2 separate regions of the Zea mays genome follow, and region 1 is linked to region 2. Evidence: chromatin contacts called from public Hi-C data. All regions are on one chromosome and are shown on one strand. Each heading gives the region's core, a stretch centred on a gene start, on an enhancer-like site or on the middle of the called end of the contact. The rest is flanking DNA. Distances are from core to core; before and after follow the strand shown.

Region 1 (7,407 bases), core at 4,360-6,859, 330 kb after region 2:
GTGCGTCGACATGTGGTTCCCTTGTGAATCAACATGGCGAGTACTTGGTCGTTCACCCCGCCTCGTAGATTCGCTTGGCGGGGACTTGGTCGTCCGCCCCGCCTCGCAGAGTTGCTCATGGGGACTTGGTCGTCCTCCTCGCCTCGCAGAGTTGCTCGGCGGGGACTTGATCAGTAAATAGGCCGGAGAGAGGCTTATGGGCCTTGCCTTGGGTACCCCGTTCCTCGGTACCCGACACCTTCGCTTAGCTAAAATAACTTACACAATTTTTTTATAAAATTATGTTAACTTTAAATGTGGATCCATAATCTACATAAATTTTTCTGAGAACTTTAAATGTGGATCCATAATCTATATAAATATTAATGTCCTCAAAAAATTATAGAGATATTTGTATAAGTTATTTTAGCTAAAAGAATGTCTTTGTAAAAAATAGAAAATATTTTATTATTATTTCCTAAGTGTTTCTAAAAAACAAATCTAAAATTGATTTAGTTAGTAATTAGAATAAAAGCCACTAAACTTGCTTAATAAAATCATCAAAAAATTCAGTAATGCTAGTAAAAGTTTTTATCATCAGGCGATAAGAAATGAACTAGGGACAAACATATTAAGATTTTTTATGTACTTTTGATTTTAGTAATTAAGCTCATCTTCCTAAATTTTAGAAAATGTGTGGCACATATAATATCTTATTACCAATTTGTGTGTAAAATTATATAAATTTTGGATAATAGTAGGTCACAGAACTGAAATAGACAAAACATGTGTCATTTAAATCAATGTCATGTCATTAAAACTACCAACTAAAAACCGCTAAGGGCTTATTCGGTTGCGAGGGGATTGAAGGGGAATGAGGGGGATTAAATCCCCTCCTATTCAATTTTAACTAGAAGGGGATTTAATCCCCCTCAAACCACTTACCATTTATAACCAAACATGGCCTAAGCGGTTTATTTTTCTGGTTTTGTAAAGCCGAGGGAGTTATTTGTCCCTTTTGAATCTAACAGGTTTGTCCTTCGATTTCTAGAGTTTGTATACGAGTGTCATGTTCAGTTATTCAGCTATTATTAGTATACGAGTCCTGCCTGGATGTGCAGCAGCAGGCCAGCAACCATATGTGGTGGAGTACTTTGTCCTCCAAAAAGAACATAACTTCTAGTGTCCTTCAGAAAGTTATAAGCAACAGCATCCCAGTACCATCCAAATTGAATTCACTAACCAATTCTTTGGTATTATGTATATGGGTCGGGGTTGGCTACTGGCCACTGTTCACGTGTTACAACTTACAAGTAGCGGTGGTAGTGGATCATGATCTAAATGATTCTTCACAAAATATTAGAATTTTAAATAAAATTTAGTTTAAAAATAAATAAAAATAGGGTCTAATCCTAACCTGATTCGATCCTTAACTATTATAGTCTAAAATTTAGAGCACATTGTCACTCTTATAGGGTGTTTGGTTGAGGAATGAGCTAGTCCATCATCTTCTCACTCCTCACTATTTTTGTTTGGTTTGTGAAATGGAATGATTTGATCCATCACCACCTCATTTCTCATAGTTAGTTAGTTAGTACTAATATGAGGAATAAGGTCATTCCACCAAATTTGAGGAATCAAACCATGATACACTGCCTCAATTTGGATGTGATAATTCCTTAAACCAAACACACCCTTAGTTACATTCTAACCAATTAATCACATAAAGCTTAGAGGAAACAATCACACATTGGGGTGAGCAATTAGCAGCCACCCAGAATGCAACTGTCAGGACAAAGACAAGCCGCGAAACTTGCAGTCTCAGGAAATTCAGATGCATACAGCTGCATCCACCATCCATGGCTCCTCTGTCGGTGAAAAGTGAAATAAAAAAAAGGCAGGCATCTCAGGTCAGAATTCGCTGCGGCTACTACAAGTGGAGTACTGGTGAGGCACCGCACAACACAAGGCCACCAGAGTCATCAGTTACATTACATGGGGTTCAACAGTCAACACCTGCTTAGCCTCGCGCTGATACAGGTCAAAGCACCCCTTCGTTCTCCTCCAGCTCACCGTGTACCAAAACCAGCCAGGCACAGGCACAGGCCCGGCATATACTCCTAGTTGTACAGTACCTACCAGGCCAGGCGGGCCATTGGGCGCTGCAGACTTTCGTGTTGTGCTACTACTAGCTCAAGTGGTAGTACGAGTAGACTGTAGTAGTCATTTACTGTACCTACAAGGACCGTACCGATTAGTTGGGAAGCTGCACTGTAGTAGCTCACTGTATTAACGCTGCATTAATCACTTGGCCTTTCGAGCTCGACATCAAGATGTAAAGGGTAGGGCAGGCCTGAAGATGCCTATAGTCCAGCATCGGATTTCAAGATGCCTTCCTTGTGCTGGAAAAGATGGCCGGAATTCAGACTGTCAGCGCAGCGCTAGAAAGTGTTCAGAGGCCCTAATGCCGAGTACTGTCATCGGAGTATGTATGTATGCATGCATGCTTAAGTGGTCGTACTACAGAGGAGAGTAGACTAGAGACCAATGTTCAATGTATAGCTAGCTGGTCACACTCACACCCGACTGACTTGCAGGACGGACGGCATGAAGAAGCTGGGGTTATCTGGATCAGAGAGACGAGCTAGTGGACCGCGGTGTGAAGAGGCAGGAGCTGGGTGAGCGAGCGGAGACGAATCGCCGTCACGGCATGAGCCATGAGATGAGAATGACGGTTGGATCTGCGGGGCACATGGGGCAAGCAATGCTGCCAATGGCCGTGGGAATGCATTGAGTTGAGCTCCGTCGTCGGAATCCAAGGCGGGTGTAGAACGTGCTGTGCCGCTGCAAGCCTGCACAAAATGCTGCGTTACCAGTAGCACAGCACAGCAGCCTCTCGTGACACTCGCTTCACACACTGCCATTCTACTGGCCTTTTGTTGCGATTGCATGGATTGGCCAATTGCTGGATCTGCTGCTGGGATGGACGATCACGCTCCATGAATTATATCTCTCGGGAAAAACAGCTACAAGAGGCCAAGGAACCAAGCCACCGTGGTTCCGCTCTCACCGACCACGCTGCTCTGCAACAAAACTCAGAACCGACTGCGCAATCGCCCCACACGCGGTAGGTGTGTTCGGTTGACGAAAATAGAGTGTCCTCGTTTCTGTTTTCTGGAAATTTGGTTTCCAACAGGGCAACAGAAGAAGACCGGAGTGGATTTTAGACCTATATATGGCAAATATTTAAGATTTCACAACACCAAACTACCGGACGCGAGCGCTCTCCACTCTCATATGACTCTCAACCAAAAAACTGAACAGAGCGGATTCACTCTATTTTACTCTTTAACCAAACATGAAATAGAACAGTTCTATCTTACTTAACAAACACAGAATGAAATAGTTTCATTATTAGAAAATAGAATAGAGCCGGTCATTCCAATTTGCTATTCAGCCAAACACATCCTAAAATACCCTGTTTCAGAGAACCACCGGAAAGAGGCAAATGCATCGCCCAATTTCGCACAGGTTTAAATAAATAAATAGATGTGGGGAAGATGCAGGAGCTGCATGCATCAAATCCACTGCCGAAACCTAAACAATGCCGTTTTGGCAGCCTGCGGCTTCTTGGACTTGCATCATGAGCAGGGCATCTTTGAGTTCCTGGCAGGAGTCGTATAGGTCACAGGCTCACAGTGAGCACGAATGAGATAGTGTACTAGTATATTATCTGACCAAAAAAAAAAACATTAATAGTTTAAGCAGAATGGTCTGAATCATAAGGACGGCAGTGACCACGTCTTTGTTCAGACATGGCTCCTTTGCTTTGCTCTGCTGTATATCTATACCCACATCTTTTTTTTCTCTACCTTTTTCTTTTTCTCAAGCAGTTAAGCTTAGTTTATCTATGGACCCTTTTCCATGGCACTAAGCACTGCTATGGTAGTAGTATGGTAGCATCATGAAGAAGCAAAAGCAGCAAGGCTTAAACAATGAGACCATATCTTATGAGCAAGGAGCCTGCTGCTCCCATGAGCAAAATTACACACAGCGGCGGCGGCTCCTCACGATGCTGAGGACATGGCCATGGATTTCCTCTTGGCGGTCTTGCCGGCGAGGACATTCCCGCCCCTGACGTCGACCTTGTAGTACCTGACGAACCAGTCGACGAAATGGCGGAGGCCGGCCTCGAGCGAGGTGGCGGGGCGGTAGCCGAAGTCGCGCGCGGCGTGGCTGACATTGGCGTGCGTGAACGGCACGTCCCCGTTGGCTGGCATCGTGACGACGCGCTTGATCGCCTTCTTGCCCAGGAGCTTCTCGAGGATGGCGACCATGCGGGTGACGGGCACCGGCGAGGTGTTGCCGAGGTTGTACACGCGGAGCGGCGCGGGCCCGCGCTTGCGGCCGGACCTGGAGCCCGTGCTCCTGCCGGCCGTGTCGAGCGCGCCGAGGCAGCCCCTGACGACGTCGTCGATGTAGGTGAAGTCGCGGCGCGCGTCGGAGCCGTCGGCGGCGCGGAACAGCGTGACGGGCTCGCCGGCGACGATGCTGCGGGCGAAGGAGAAGTAGGCCATGTCGGGGCGGCCCCACGGCCCGTACACGGTGAAGAAGCGGAGGCCGGTGATGGAGAGCCCGTAGATGTGGTTGTACGCGTGCGCGATGGCCTCGCCGGCCTTCTTGGTGGCCGCGTACAGCGACGCGGGGCGGTCCGTGCGGTGCTCCTCGGAGAAGGGCGCCTGGGTGTTGAGCCCGTACACCGACGACGACGACGCCCACACGACCGCCGGCTGCGGGTCGGCGTGCCTTGCCGCGGCCTCGAAGAGGGCGACGAGGCCGGCCACGTTGGAGGCCACGTACGCCTGCGGCGCCCGCATCGCGTGCCGCACGCCGGCCTGCGCGGCCAGGTGCAGCACGTGCGTGAAGCGCACCGACGCGAGCAGCCGCTCCAGCAGCGCCGCGTCGTTGACGTCGCCGTCCACCACCGCCACGCCGCGGGACGCCAGCAGCCGCTGCCGCGCGCGCTTCAGGGACGGGTCGTAGTAGGCGTTGAAGTTGTCGAGGCCGACGACGCCGTCGCCGCGCGCGCGGAGCGCCAGCGAGCAGTGCGCGCCCACGAAGCCCGCCGCGCCCGTGACCAGCACCGACAGCGCCCCGTCCCGCCGCGGCGCGGCGCTGCGCCGCACCTCCCGCTCCCACGCGGCGCTCCAGCGCGACGCCGGCCTCGAGCCCAGCAGGCTCCGGTGCGAGTGCCGCGACCGCGAGGACGAGGCGCCGGACGCGGGCGCTGCGGAGAGGCTGAATGAGCGGGAGAGCATGGACGGGTAGTGCACGGCGAAGAGGACGACTAGCGCCAGCGTGGCGAGCACGGTGGCGCGGAAGAGCAGCTGTGACGACGCCGACACCAGCTGCTTGGCCCCCGCCGCGCGCCGCAGCAGCGCCGCGTGCCGCTCCATTCTCACGCCCTTGGCGGCCGCGTCCACCACGCCGCCCGGCATCCCCTCCTCCTCTGCTCCTGGCGGGGAGCGTGCGCTTCGGTGGAGTGGAGTACTGGAGCGGACAGTGGAGTGCGTGAAGTGGTGGTGCTTCGGCGATGCGAAGTGGGGAGCGAGTGTGAAATGTGAGACTGATAGTGATAGCGGTGATGGCAGCAAGATATAAACCGAGGTGACCGGCCGGCCGGCGCGCGGGGCTGCTGCTATCCACGGCTGTGCTTTTTGCTCGAGGGCAATGGTGGTGCATGCGTCAGCACTCACTGTCCGTGTGTCAGGGATTCACCGCGTGAAGAGTGAAGACTCGAGCCTGTGCTGCGCGGGAATGAGTGAGCTCCTGTCCGCTTTCGCCAGGTAGCTGCCGGCCAATCACCGCCGTCCAGGTATCCAACTCACGGGAGTACCGAATTTTTTGTATTTTAGCCCCTAAACTGAAGTAAATTCACGTTTAGACCTAAAAAAATTTTAAACTCAGTTTTGGACCCTTAGCTCGGCGCCATAGCCTGTGGCGCCGAGCTAACACAGCTCGGCGCCACAGGCTATGGCGCCGAGCTATGTGACGTGGAAGTCCGCGTGGCACCTAGCTCGGCGCCACAGATCTTGGCGCCGAGCTAGGAAATAACCGCAAGTCACCTTTCTCTCTGCGTTTCTTCTCTGTTTCTTTTCACTTCTACCCGCCGCCGCCGTTCCCGAGCTAGAAAATCGCCGCCGCCGTTCCAAGCTCCGGCGACCCCGCCCGCCCAGCTCCGGCGACCGCGCTTGTCTTCCGGCGGGCCGCCGAGCTCGCCCACCCCGCCCGCCGACCTCGCCAGCGCCACATACGCCGACCTGCTCGCCCGCCCGCCGACCTCCGCCGAGCTCGCCACCGCGCCACCGCCGGCCCGACGACCGCGCCACCGCACCCGCTCGCCACCGCGCCTGCTTCCGCCCCGGCATCTCCCGCCCCGGCCGCCGCGCGCCCCCGGCCCGCCCACTGCCGCCAGGTAATTTTTTTTAATTTCTTAGTAAACTATTAGCTATTGTTAGTGTTTAGTAATTAGTTAGCTATCCACTTATTTATTGTTTAGTAAATAGTTAGATATTTTGTTGTCAGTGTTTATTAAAATAGTTAGCTAGTTTGTTGCTTAGCATATTGTTAGTGTTTAGTAAATTCTTAGTGATTATATAGTTAGCATTTTGTTTAGCGCATTGATATTACATGTTTTCTGTGTTGGCAACCATCGTGTTGTCGTTTATTCGCAGGTTCTATAAACATCACTTTACAGGGGAGGTGCTGCCAAATTTTTTACTGACAATAAGTTTTTTTGTACGTAGGTGTTCGTCCGACTTGACCTTCTCCACCGTTAGCTGGAGTCGTACGCGTTCTCAGGTATACATAGTTTTCGTACATTATTTATAGATTATGTAATTTCGTTTGATGTGTTTATTTAATATTTATTGTATAGTTATTAGTTAATATATATTTATTACTTAGTAAGTTAGTAGGCTTAAGTATGTAGCCATTATTGAGTTAGTAATCCATTTTTGAAATAGATGGACAGCCTAGTAACACTATACCATGGAGGAAGGGTGGAGATAGATGCTTATGGGAGTGTTACTTTTGATGGTATGAAGATCGTGACCATGTTGTTCGTTGAAAGACCAACTTTTGACCAGCTTTTGGCTCGAGCTTGTGAGGAGATTAGTTGCGACATAAACGACCCTAGAATATCAATTCAGGGTTTGTTGTCCCATATTACATATGGAACAGTTGTCCGACGGTTGATCTCCATTACCTCAGAAGATGATTGGGTGATATATTTAAGAATTGTGAAGACGATGGTTCCACCATGTTTGGATGTGGTTGTTCAAAAGTTACCTGTTAGTCATTGCGGAGGTCCAGTCGGGTTGTCTCCACAAATGCCAAATGCATCTCGTATTGAAGCTCCTTTGGTAG
Region 2 (6,494 bases), core at 498-2,997:
TAAATTAGAGACTATTATGGGTACAGTACAATTTGCAAAGTGAGGATACAAGGACTTCAGTTGGTCGATATCCAAAGCTCGAGATAGACATGACAATTAAGACAACGAAACTAAACATGGCTAAAAACTACTACTACAAATGTCTGCAGACTGGCACATAGGCATACAAACAATAAATCAGGCCTAACTGCAGCTCTACAACCTACAAAGCGACAAACATAGCACGGCTTCTTTATCTGATCGTTACAAACTTATTTGTACCATGCTTAGCCCAAAACGTCTTCAAGTCAATTGGATTAACAAGATTGTACCCTTCACCAGCAAGCTTCTCAAGCACCTTTTTGAATGCACCTTGGCTCATCTTCCTTCCAGCAATACGTGCGCCCCGGCGCTTTGTGTTCATTGGCAGTGGATACGTTGAAATAGAAGTCGTGCAGCATGCAGACTGCCACCCACCTGCACCCCACCGGTAGCACTGCTGGGGAGCTCCGGTGCACGAGCACACTGGTGTTGGTATGTTGGCAAGGTCCAACTCAATACCGTTAATCATCATCCCCACATTCTTCTTAGGTCCCCTCCTCCGGGTCGCGTGCCCATTAATTGTCCCACCCTCCGGTGGGACAGCAGACTTCTTAGGCTTCTTAGGCTTTGGTGACTTAGGCTGACAGCTCTGCTTCTGGCCCCGCTGCCTCTTCTTCACGGGTGGCCCGGTACTAACCACGGAGTGATCCTCAACCAGTGGAGGTGGTGCTTCGTCTTCCTTGCAAGGAGGAGGCTCCTGAAGCTGTGACTCAAGCTGTGGTTGCATCATCTGAAGAGTATGTTGTGCATCTGATATCATCCCATAGCCAGTAGGATGGTGATGCACAACATGCACGGCATGCACAGGATGGGCAACATGGCCTGGATGCCCAACATGCCCAGCTGGTCCGATAGGGCGAGAATGAAGGACCTTCTGTTCATGGGGATGCTGGTGGTGTGATGGGTGCAGCCAAGCTTCATTGCGCGAGAAGTCCATGTGGATAGGGTGCTGCTCGGCAGGTGTGCCACCAGAGACTCCGCCACCAGCGGAGTCACGGTAATGCTGCGGCTGCTGTGCGTGGAGCTGGTGTGGGGCATTGTGATGCCCATGCTGCTGCAAGAAACCAGCTCTCGGGAGCAGTGGCTTCGTGTCCCGATCAGGTGGCATGGGCGACATGAGCTGCAGGCCGAGGCTGCCTTTCACGGTGTCATAGAAGCCCCAGTTCCGAATGCCCAGGCTGCCGTCGTCGTCGTCCATCTGTGACTACGGAAAAAGCAAACCCACCTCCAGAGACCGCGGTTTAGAGAGAAAACCGGACCTTGTCGCAGTTCTGATCAGCCCATCTCCGCATTCGCTCCCCCGCCAATCGTCAGTCCCTACACATCCATTCTGTCAATCGGATAGAGGCATAGAGCATCGAGGTTCTGACAGAAGCAGACCCCAGGGTGCCGTACCCAAACCCTAGATGCCGAATCGAATCCGAGCCAGTGGGCGTAATACATGCGTGCAGTGAAGGAGGCAGATCCGGATAAAAATGCAAGGGAAGCGGTGGCCGGACCTGGTGATGCTCGCCGACGGCGAAGCCAAGGGCGGTCGCCGCAAGCCTAGTCGTCGACGAAAGGGTAGGGGGGTCTCGGTACGGGAGGCGAACAGATCCCTCTGCTACGTCGGCGGTCGTGCCGTAGTTCTTGACCTCTCCTATCTACCGCCCGGGCAGGCACACCGCCCAGCGCCTCCTCCCCCCTCGCTTCCTACAACTAGCTGCTCACACGCAGGGCCCAGTGCACGCCCCTCTCTGCAGGCCCAATAGAACCCTACACTGTCCATCTTTAGGCCCAACAATAACAAGGACTACGGCAGTGGCATTTTATATAGGGATGACAACGGGTACCCGCGTGTCCACGAGTAAAAACCTATAAGGTGTGTGATTGAGTGTGAGTTTATACCCGCGGGTACAGATGCGAGTTTAATTCTTAACCTGACGGATTTTTTTCTCGCGGGTATGAAAATATTATACCTGTAACCGCAAACCCGCGTACCGTCAAGAGACATATGTGTATGTTTATTTTTATATATATATATATGTATATATGTATATATATGTGTAGTATATTATATATATGTATAAATATATGTATATAATATGATATATATATGTGTGTGTGTGTGTATAATTATATGTCCGTGAGTTTGTGTCACCCACGGGTCGCGGGTATGGGTAGCATATTGTACTCGTCGTGGGTAACCGGTGCGGGTGCGGATTTAATATTAAACCCGTGGATGCGAGTTTGAAAACCCTCTACCCGCAGGTTTCAAACCCGATGCCATCCCTAATTTTGTATTCCTTATCCTTTCTATGTAGTTTTTAGCCTGTAGACTAACATTTTCATAATAGCAATCAAAATATCATAAGTAGCACTTTTGGTCGGTAATATTATGGTTGATTTGGTGACAAGGAGATTATGGTGGGATTGGAGGGGATTGAGGGGGAAATGAACGAATTTCCTCTCCAATCCCCTTCAATCCCCCGTGATCCCTGGTCATCAAATCAGCCCTCAATGAGAAATCCAAAGTCCTGGTTTGAAATATCAAGAAAATGCATATTCTTTTCTATACCAGTGGACAAGAAGAGATGGAATGTTTCATTCCTGGACGTAAGATGTGATGTAGTAAGCTTTCTTTTGACCAACTTTTGAAGTAACACCAACGGTCAAGGTGAGAATGAGGGCCTATAGTTCTTAGAAAGACCATTGCTACTCTAGGTTAGCAGTTCTAAAGTCAGCACGACTTTGATACCACTTATATCACACCCGATTTATGAAGGCAAACCGAATGCGAACCATGTACATGCCAGGATCAGAGATTCACGTACACAACGATTACATAATTGGACATCATCACACATTGCTCAAATAATAGCAGAAAGAAGTAGTACTTTATTACATCATGATGTCCGAAACATCCACAAAATCATTAACTTAAACAATAATCAAAGTGCTAAACGAAACATAGTATGATAAGGCCTTCACAGACAGTTGACTTAGGGTTTGCCGCTAATCTACCCTAGAATTCATCATAGTCCTGAAACTTCTGAAAGTCCTCTACATGGCCTTCATCTTCTCCTGAGTAGGGGTTGCAATAGGGACAACCTGGTGTTTGGTTTTTAAGCAAGGGTGAGTACACATCAACGTACTCAGCAAATGTCCCGTTTGGCTAAAGTGGACTAGCTGTATGTGGGGTGAAGCTTAAAGCAATTGCTTTTAGTTTGTCAGACATTTATTACTAGTAGAGAGCCAAGTTTTAGCAATAACCACAAGTTAATAACCCAAAAAGGTACTCCCTCCAAGAGGAAATACAATGATCCATCATTATAACCATCATCATTAAACCATCACTATCAAGGTATCCAGCATATCTCTAATCAAAGGAGCTCCCAAGACTGCTCATAACCGTGAGCATGGCTGATATACCAGTTTTTAACCCTCTATAGAGGTTGCACGCTTTACCCACGAGTCATGATCCCTTTCCAACCTGGGTTTGCAAGACCCGATCTTCACTACGGAGGTGAATGGATAGGGATTCACTATGTAGCCTTTACAAAGATTCCCTAGAGGTCGTAGCCGCCCATTAGGTTTCTCTAGTTTAACAAACACATTACCTCTTCCCATAGGAGGGGTGACTAACAAAAGCAAAACCAACGAACCTCGACACCCAGCCTCGGTTGTTCCTCTAATTAATCAACTAAGGGTGTCCCATACCACCCTCATGGTTGTATTGTTTTCCCGGGTGGTCATCCAACGAACAGGTCCTTACGGAGAGGTACTCAGGAAACAACCCGAGTCCCCTTTAGTGCCACAATTTCATCATCATAATCAGAATAAGATCATCGTATCATAAAGTATTCTCATCATGTTCATTGATTAAAGTAAAGCACTATCATGATATTAACTGTAGTAGCCAAATCCCAAAAGGGTAATCAAGGACAGGACAAACAGAAAACTAGTCAATCCTTAGGTTGATCATGGTATGCGAGATAGTGAATTAATAAGTAAGTAGGACATAATGGGTCAGAGGACACTTGCCTTCACCAAGTTGCTGCTAAGGAAAATCTCCTGCAACTCCCTCGGGCGGGCGGCCAGGCGGGCGGCGGGATGACAGGGGAACCCCAGCGGGATCGGGCCCGCTGATCAGCGGCTAGGGGTAGGTCTGGCAGCGGTGAGGCGTGGGACCGTTGTAAAGCCCAAAATTTGTATCACAGAAAAATAATGATATAAATAAATAAATATACTTATATGTTAGTGTTTTGGGGATTTTTGGAACCTTTGGAGATTAATCGGTTTCCTCTTTTTTTTGCATATTCAATTAATGGAATTAAATTAGTTAAGTAGCCAACAAATAAATAAATAAATGTGCATCTCATGCTAGTATTTTTGAGTGATGCATTTAATCTAAAAGAGGAACCCTAGTTTGAATTTGAATTCAAATTATGAATTTAAAATAAAAAGGGAAAACAGAAAATAAGAAAAAGAAAAGGAGAACTCGACCTAGCTCGGCCCGCTGCCCCATTTTGGCCCAGCTAAGCCTCCCGCGCCTGCACACGTGTGGACGCTCCCGTGCGTTGGATGGCAGGTGGGGGCCACTCAGCAGCCTCTCTGCCTTAGCTACCTAGGCCAAATGGCTGACCCAGCCTAACCGCGTTGCTGGACAACCTTCACCCGTGTGTGTCGTGTGTCACTGCTTGTGGGTCCCGCTCGTCAGCCCAAACCATGCGCACACATAGCAGCTTCTATGAATGACAGGTGGGCCCCACCTCTACCGGAGCTCCCACAATAGGCGCGCCCATGGCGACGGCTTTGTAACAGCCTGGCCGGGCATGCTGCGGCTGCGCGCATGCAGCTGACTGGGCGAATCCACCCCATCCGGACCATAAAAACCTCTCGCACGGCACTCATTTTCCCCTCCCAACTCCAGAGAACGCCCAACCGAGAGCATCATGGTGTTGCGTGGTAGAAGCAGTGGGGGAGAAGAAGCCGCCGCCAGAGGATCCCATCCGTACCGACATCTCGTCCTCGGCGCACCGCCGAGAAGAATCCTCTGGGCACGGGGCAGCCGTCCGTACCCTCGGGGTGAATCGGGAGTCTCGGGGCGCGGAGATTTCCTCGCCGGCGTAGTGTAATCGTCGTGGTTCCCTCGCGGACGAGTGGGTCGATTTTGGTGCTTTGGGTCTTGGTAAGCACAAGCCTTCCTGGTTCGTCTTTGCCCCGCTACGTGTAGAGCACACCCGGTGTGAGTGTAGGGAAAGAGGTTACAGGTTTGGAGTTCTGCGGTCATGGCGTCCGCCGTTGTTCGGCTCGGCGACGCCGCTGTATGGTTCGAAGGAGGGAGAAAACCCATGCGTCGTCCATCCATGGATGGGCAGTCACGATTAGAGCCCTGAATCACTAAGTCGCGACCGTTCGATGCTAGATTGGACGCTTGGGATTGAAACTCGCATACCCCTTCTTGTTTTAATTCCATGTCGTAGATCTTGAGATCAACGACACCAGTTCGATCTCAGTGAATAAAGCCACATGCCGTAGATCTCTGATCCAAGGGCCAGGGTTGCGTACCGGTTCACGTAAATCAGGATCTAATCTAACCATTTGATTTCTGATCGTGCGGCCAAGATTAACTCGTACCCCTTCGCTGTGGCAAATTAGCATAAGAGCCCCTAGACTTTTAGGCAATCTACCCGCAGTACAGGACATTATTAAAATAATTACTAGAAGGCCCTGGATTTTGCAGAATAGACCCTAGAGAACTCCTGATAGTGCCCGCAACCGAGATAGTAAATAAAATGGGATAAATTAATTCAGAAAATATTTTCTAGTATAAAAATAATTCTAGAAACTTGTTTAATTCATAATTAATCTATTTTAACTCCTTTTTGATCCATTGCAGTTGCATTAAATTCATTTAATATTTTTTTATCATCTAGTAACTTTATTTTGTATGAAACATATGGTTAAATTTATGCACTTAATTTGTTTTATATCTAACACATAATTCTTTAGAAAATCATAACTCTTTAACCGTAACTCCAAATTTAGTGGTTCTCGAACCTACGATCTCGTTATGATGCGTAGATCATTATTATACAATATGTTCTCATGATTGGTGTGATGTTAATTTTGCATATACCATGTTTGTTGGTATTGTTACGTGTAGCAGTGAGGTTACAAGTCACTTGAAGACTAAGTTGGTGAAGTACCTAGGAATCTCAAGTCTAAGGCAAGTTGTGCCCTTGATCACTTCTCTCTTTACCTAATAATGATTTTGTTAATCACTATGACATGCTCAGGTTAATTTGATGGGGCCTAATAGGTTTCTCTAGCATTGTTTATCCCAAACCTTGCAAACATATGAACTATTGGGTAGATTTGCTATTGCTCTACCTAGTTTTGGGTAATTAATGTTATATTATGATCATGTT

The links. Hi-C and Micro-C count contacts between places; a contact is called where the count stands out from the background.
Region 1: a contact with region 2 is called in a Hi-C map of tassel, with 2.2 times the contacts expected there. The contact joins the promoter of LOC100284577 here to the promoter of LOC100191172 in region 2. A contact is called at or near these places in 3 of 25 Hi-C or Micro-C datasets (ear, leaf and tassel).

The regions. Positions count from the first base shown.
Region 1 is chr4:45,697,323-45,704,729 of Zm-B73-REFERENCE-NAM-5.0, forward strand. It overlaps LOC100284577 (NAD-dependent epimerase/dehydratase family protein), which reads right to left and starts at 5,610. Exons shown (of 1, transcript NM_001157472.1): 1 at 3,784-5,610. The coding sequence starts at 5,477. The coding sequence ends at 4,047.
Region 2 is chr4:45,369,432-45,375,925 of Zm-B73-REFERENCE-NAM-5.0, forward strand. LOC100191172 reads right to left here and starts at 1,748. Exons shown (of 1, transcript NM_001136607.1): 1 at 1-1,748. The coding sequence starts at 1,279. The coding sequence ends at 233.